Regions from separate parts of the Triticum aestivum genome. Here region 2 is linked to region 1. Evidence: chromatin contacts called from public Hi-C data. All regions are on one chromosome and are shown on one strand. The core of a region is the stretch at or near the end of the contact, and the rest is flanking DNA. Distances in the headings are between cores, read along the strand shown. Region 1 has its middle 550 kb from the start of LOC123054193. Region 2 holds the start of LOC123054197 (branched-chain amino acid aminotransferase 2, chloroplastic).

What was found. Hi-C and Micro-C count contacts between places; a contact is called where the count stands out from the background.
Region 2: a Hi-C map of leaf shows a contact between it and region 1, with 7 times the contacts expected there. The contact joins the promoter of LOC123054197 here to the enhancer-like site in region 1. A contact is called at or near these places in 2 of 5 Hi-C or Micro-C datasets (both in leaf).

Annotation. Positions count from the first base shown.
Region 1 is chr2D:522,005,764-522,008,463 of IWGSC CS RefSeq v2.1, reverse strand. No RefSeq gene overlaps it. Among protein-coding and RNA genes, the nearest start is that of LOC123054193, 550 kb to the right of the region's middle. Within about 2 kb of position 1,268, at least 7 of the 8 cell types and tissues checked have an H3K27ac peak or open chromatin away from gene starts, as enhancers often do. A contact at or near this core is called in leaf, where this site is marked.
Region 2 is chr2D:522,683,025-522,685,724 of IWGSC CS RefSeq v2.1, reverse strand. It overlaps LOC123054197 (branched-chain amino acid aminotransferase 2, chloroplastic), which reads right to left and starts at 1,410. Exons shown (of 10, transcript XM_044477915.1): 1 at 1,113-1,410; 2 at 904-1,001; 3 at 238-415; 4 at 1-83. The coding sequence starts at 1,217. LOC123054196 reads left to right here and starts at 1,678. Exons shown (of 5, transcript XR_006426080.1): 1 at 1,678-1,962; 2 at 2,045-2,341.

The DNA.
Region 1 (2,700 bases), core at 19-2,518:
CCATATCAGGGGGATTTGCCAAGTTGCATCCCATTCCACCACTCCATGTGAGTGCACCTTGCTGATCTTCATTTCTGGACCAAGTATGCAGTTGTGAAGCAACTGCAGTAAATCTTGATCCTTTTACCCTCCCAACCTCCAGGACTGTAGTCCTTCCTATCCTAAACACCCCAGACATCTTATTTGGCCCATAGCTTGTCCCTGTTGACCTCATTGAGCTGATGAAGTTTACTGCAGTAAACTTCAGAGGGTTATTTCTTTTTAACCAGAGCCTCTTTCACCAAGTTACCACCTCAGTTGATATCTACCCAGGAAGGACTTACCACTAGACACCATTTTGGGTGCTGTAGAGCAATTAATGCGCCATGTCTCATGGTGACCACGCAGCTGGCATGTCTGTTGGCGCGCTCTGTGCGCTATGGCGTACTGTTTGTGCTGGACCCCCTCCCCCTCTCGCTGTCTTCGCGCCCGTGAGCATGTCCAGTAGATTGCCCTCGTCGTCGCCGTCCCCCTGGACCCCTCTCCCCCTCCGGAAGCTTCCTCGCCGACGCTCGCCGACGAACGCCCACGGGAGCACAGTGCTCCGACATGTTTTAATGGCGCTCGGCCTCTTCTCCTGCCCCCCTTTGGCCTCCTCCTCCTCGTGAACTCTCTCCTGCTTCCCTCCCTCGTCGTTTGCCCCGAGCCCATGCGCGCGGGCACGCGTCCGCGGCGCCGGACTCGCGTCGCCGGCGGTGCCAGCTCGGCCTCCCTCTCACCCGCCTATAAATGGCCTCCCCCGAGCCCTTCGAGCTCACCAGCAGCCTCCCCGCTCTCCTCTAGCCCCGCCCAAGCTCTTCCCCGAGCTCGAGAAGCTCTCCTGCCCTCCCATGGCCGCCATGGCCGCCGCTCGGGTCCGCTCGAATTCGGCCAAAGCCAAGCCCCCCTCCACCTCTAGCTACCACCTACGTCTTCCCCGTGCTCCGGTGAACCTCCCCAGCCCCTCCATTCATCGCCGGAGTGCTTCAGGCCGCCGTTCCCTAGGTCAACCGCCGCCGCCGCCCTCGGCCCCCGCCAGCCGCCGTCGTCTCCGGGCCTTCCCCGCGCCTGCTGCTGCTCCAGGAGGGAGCAGCACTCCGTTCCGCGCCCGCCGGTGGTCCCAGCTCCACCGGGGACGGCCGGAGCTGCCCAGGCCATCGCCGGCGCCCCTCGGCCTCGCCTCTCCCCTGCTCCTGTCGAGAGGAAGAAGGAGATGGCCAGGTGGGGCGTTGACCTGGCTAGGCGGGCCCGGCGACCCCACATGTCAGCCACACGAGCCGGCCCCGCCTCTGCCCTTTTGACCAGTCCACCGCACCTCAGCGTAAGTGGAAGCGTAAACCCTGGAATACGCTTTCCGTTTTTCTGTTTTGGCCCAGTCTGTAAAATAAATTTTTACAGATATGTCCCTGGCAGTAAAACCCTTATAACTTTTTAACTGTAACTCCAAATGAGGTGAAACCAACGCTCACTTCTTCGTTTCGTCGAGCCCGTTCTGTTGGTCATGTTTTCACTATGGTTTGACACTGTGAAAATGACCATTATGCCCTTACCCTTATTCAGCCCCCTCCGAGAGAGAACGTTTTCCGGCGAATCTTTCCGCAGCTTCACCGCACTTCTCCCCGGTGCTTTCTTCATCCCCAGGCAAGCCACAATACCCACTTGCATGATAGTCATGCAGTAGCCATGGTTTTCAACTTGAATATTTAATAAATGTTTGCTTGTTGAAAAGATGGTTATCGTTGTCCCGGTGATGTTCCGATTTGCATGTTTACTTTTGTGCTATGTTGTCTTATGCTCCGTGATCATGTTATACCTGCTAGTATTTCCTTTCATATGTTTATGCTTGATTAGTAGTACATGTTGATGTTGGAGATGGTCATGCTAGTCAGTATGCGATGTTCGGTGGATATGATTTATTGTTGATATGGTGGATAGTTATGTGATACTCTCATGATGAGGTTGATATCATGTTCATGCATTTTATCATGGCTCAGCATATTTGCATTCAAGTTAACCGGATTAAATTGAACTTGAACACCTGTTGGCTGAGTCATGGTGCTGCTGAATCGATGCTGACAAGTGCAACCACGCTTACCGGTATGGGACGGTCCTAACTGGGTCTATTGTCGTGCCTATGGTCGGTACCTCAATTTAGGGAAGGTTATGGGCGCGTGCTACCCTGATCAGGTAGGCGGAGCATAAGCTTGTGAGCCCGTTGTTAAGTTAATTTTGGTACCGGATCCTAATGTGGATCGTGGCCACGACGGTGGTCGAGGTGTCTGGAGGTAGACACGGGGCCACCCAGGACTAGCCCGGTGGGGTCTGAGTCGGAAGGGCCGGGAGAGTGTCACGACAATAGATCGGTTTTGTCGGAACGTCGTTGGTCCACCCGAATGGGAGAGTGAGGCCATGGGTTCCGTAGTGTGGGTACAGTGTACTAACCTCTGCAGAGTGTATATTGATCTATCGATAGCCGCGCCCGCGGATAAGGGCCCAGGTCGAGAAAAGGTCACACCATGAGTCAACAGTAATAAGAATAATGTGCTTAATAACAATGAGATAAGTTGGTTGTGATCGCCGTAAGGATCACGGGCCAGGTATTGGTCGGGTTGTGATCGCCGTAAGGATCACGGGCCATTTAGTGGTCGGGTTATGATCGCCGTAAGTATCACGGTTTGGGAC
Region 2 (2,700 bases), core at 161-2,660, 680 kb before region 1:
ATCCGCAACGCGTTTTCCTTGGGGCGAAAAACAACTACTGAACCATCCTCCTTTCTGTGTGCTCTAAGACCTTCGAGCAATCCCTGCACGTTTTACAAGCATGTTAGAGCATATCCAACAAAAATGGAGCAAACGAAAGCAGCCTACATATCTGAAATCAACAAGGATATTATTTACATAGCACTGTTCACCAATCATGTAGCGATTCTTCAAGGCAGAGCTGGGAGATAAACAAACCTGGCCATAATTTAAAACTGCAGCAGCAGGGTTCAGCTCGATTGGCCCATATGGAACCAATTCACCCTTGGTGAACACCCCATCTGACGAACATTTCATTATATACATAAAGTCCGTCGGGACCAGTTGAAATCCAAGAGTCTCCCAGTCGAAGTCGACTAGGTCCGGAGTTCCTGTGCTGGAACATGCAGCTCACATGAACAAACAATAATTCGGCAAAACAGGAAAACTGCCCATAATGGGACAGCCAGAACGCAGAAGGGAACTAAGCTTATTGGCAGCTACTAAATGCAAATGCACACTGATACAGTGATAGTACTGCACCGATTTCTTCTAGTTTATTTACCTCCTCGTGGCTAGTAAACCTTTTGACATGATCAATTGTGGATTTTAGCAATCTTTCCTTCTTCGTTTAACTAAGTAGTGGATTGTGACAATATTTTCCTTCAACAGCACATCAATTGTGCATAACTATGTCTTAATGTAGGACAAATGGGCGGACAATAGAAGCACCGGAATGTGAATCAATCCCCATTCTTCATATACAACCTATATATAATTTTTAACTATGTTCTTGTTCTGCCAGTAACAGCAGGCGGGCATAGTGGCTGGCGTAAACGAAAACGAAAGTGCAGCAGCGCGGAGCGCCGGGTCAAGTTACCGTACTTGTATGATGCCGTCATCAGGGCGGAACACGGGCTGCTCCTTGCCGCAGTGCCTCGCCTGGAGACGGAGACGGCGCTGCCGGACAATCGCTTCTGAATCTGCAGACAGACACACTTTTTAGGTGTTTGATGGTTTTCCCCATAGTTGCAGGCAGTACGACTTAACCGATCGCCGTGCTGCAGTAGAAAGTCGCGGATGAAAAACCGTACGGGTTGCGAGGGTAGGCCCGGATGCGGCCTGGGGCTGGGGGAGACCGACGTGCCGCGCGGAGAGGCGGAAGCGGGGGACGCCGGAGCGCGGAGGCGGAGCTCCATATTTGTATGACTCGCCGGGGCGGGGGATCGGCGGTGGGTGGGGGTAGGTTGGTTGACTACTCGGCACGGTTGGGGATATTGGAGAAGGAGTCGCGGGGTGGCGGCTGCGGAACGGACGAATGGCAAGCGTGCCGGCGGCTCGTTGCCATTGGGTCGCCCGCCGGGTGGCGAGGTCCGGAAGTGGGTCGAGGCGTGCGGCTCCACCCTGTCAGTGTGGGTGCGGAGGCCGGAGGCGGCGGGGTAGGCAGGGATTTAGGTCCACCGGTCAGCGAGGCAGAAACGTCTTTAGCTCGGTTTCTCGTAGGAGTGCATATCTGGTGATACCGTGTGTGGCATGATCCCCTGATACGAGACCTTGTTGGCCGTTCGATCTGGACTTGAGGCACAGGATGGAGCAGGCTCAGTTCGCATTGCAATTTATGCAAAAGACACCCTGGGTTATTCTGTGATTCAGCCGAAGTGCATACCGCTCTGTTCTGTTTTCCTCTTCTTCGATACGAAATTTTCCCCACCGCCGCCGCCTAGGTCATATCCTACCGCCGCCGGCCACCATGGAGCATGCCCCATCCGCTGCTGGACGCCCCAATCCAGAGCAACATAGAGGGCTATCGCGTGTGCGACGAAAGTTTGCTCAGAGCCGGCACAAGCTGTTGGCATCCCCATGGGAGCGGAGACGAACCTCTCGTCGCCGCAGCTAGATCCGACCAAGTCGCGGGAGTCGGTGACCCTACTCAACGACGATCAGGTAAGAGGCAGCGCCTCCTTTCTTGTCAGTACCTGGCCGTTTTCTGGTGCCTGCATTCCCGATTTTGATTCTTTGGTTTTAGAACTGGATGTCGGCGTTGCGGGAGTCTGTGTCGTTCGGGCGGTTCCTATCCGAGCCACTCGAGTGGGATACCACGGGGCATGTCTCGCCGGCAACGATGGCGCACGTCCGATCACCTCCGACAGCTGAGTTTGATCTGCCGCTACATGCCGCGGCGTTCAGACCTCAATCTGCGTCCTCCAACTGCAGTGCTGCGCACATTGGAAGTTCTGGACCAGCCCAGAGTTGTAATCCATGCTTGCCCGCGGCTCGTTCGTCACTAAGTGCAACACATATTGGAAAAGCCGATCTCTATATGGTAAGTTCATCCTATAATCTCATTAAATAATGGATTTACTTGTGGGTATCCATATAGAATTGAAACCAATATGTCATCCTATTAGGACAGTTAAACTAAATAAAGCAACAATAATTGCCTGTAGTAAGGAAGATGTAACAGTAGGCAGTAGCAGTCGGCAGCTACGTAGAGAGGTGTGGCAGCAACAACTTTAGTGTTCGTCCGGACATCTTTTTTTGAGAATATAAGATTTCCTTTTCAATTGTTCTCCACAATGTAGCCCTTAATGATAGGAAAGCTCTGAATAAGTGTTGATGTGCAAAAGCATTATCACTATGAAATATTTTTGAGAACATATAGGCACACAAGAAGGTGCCTCT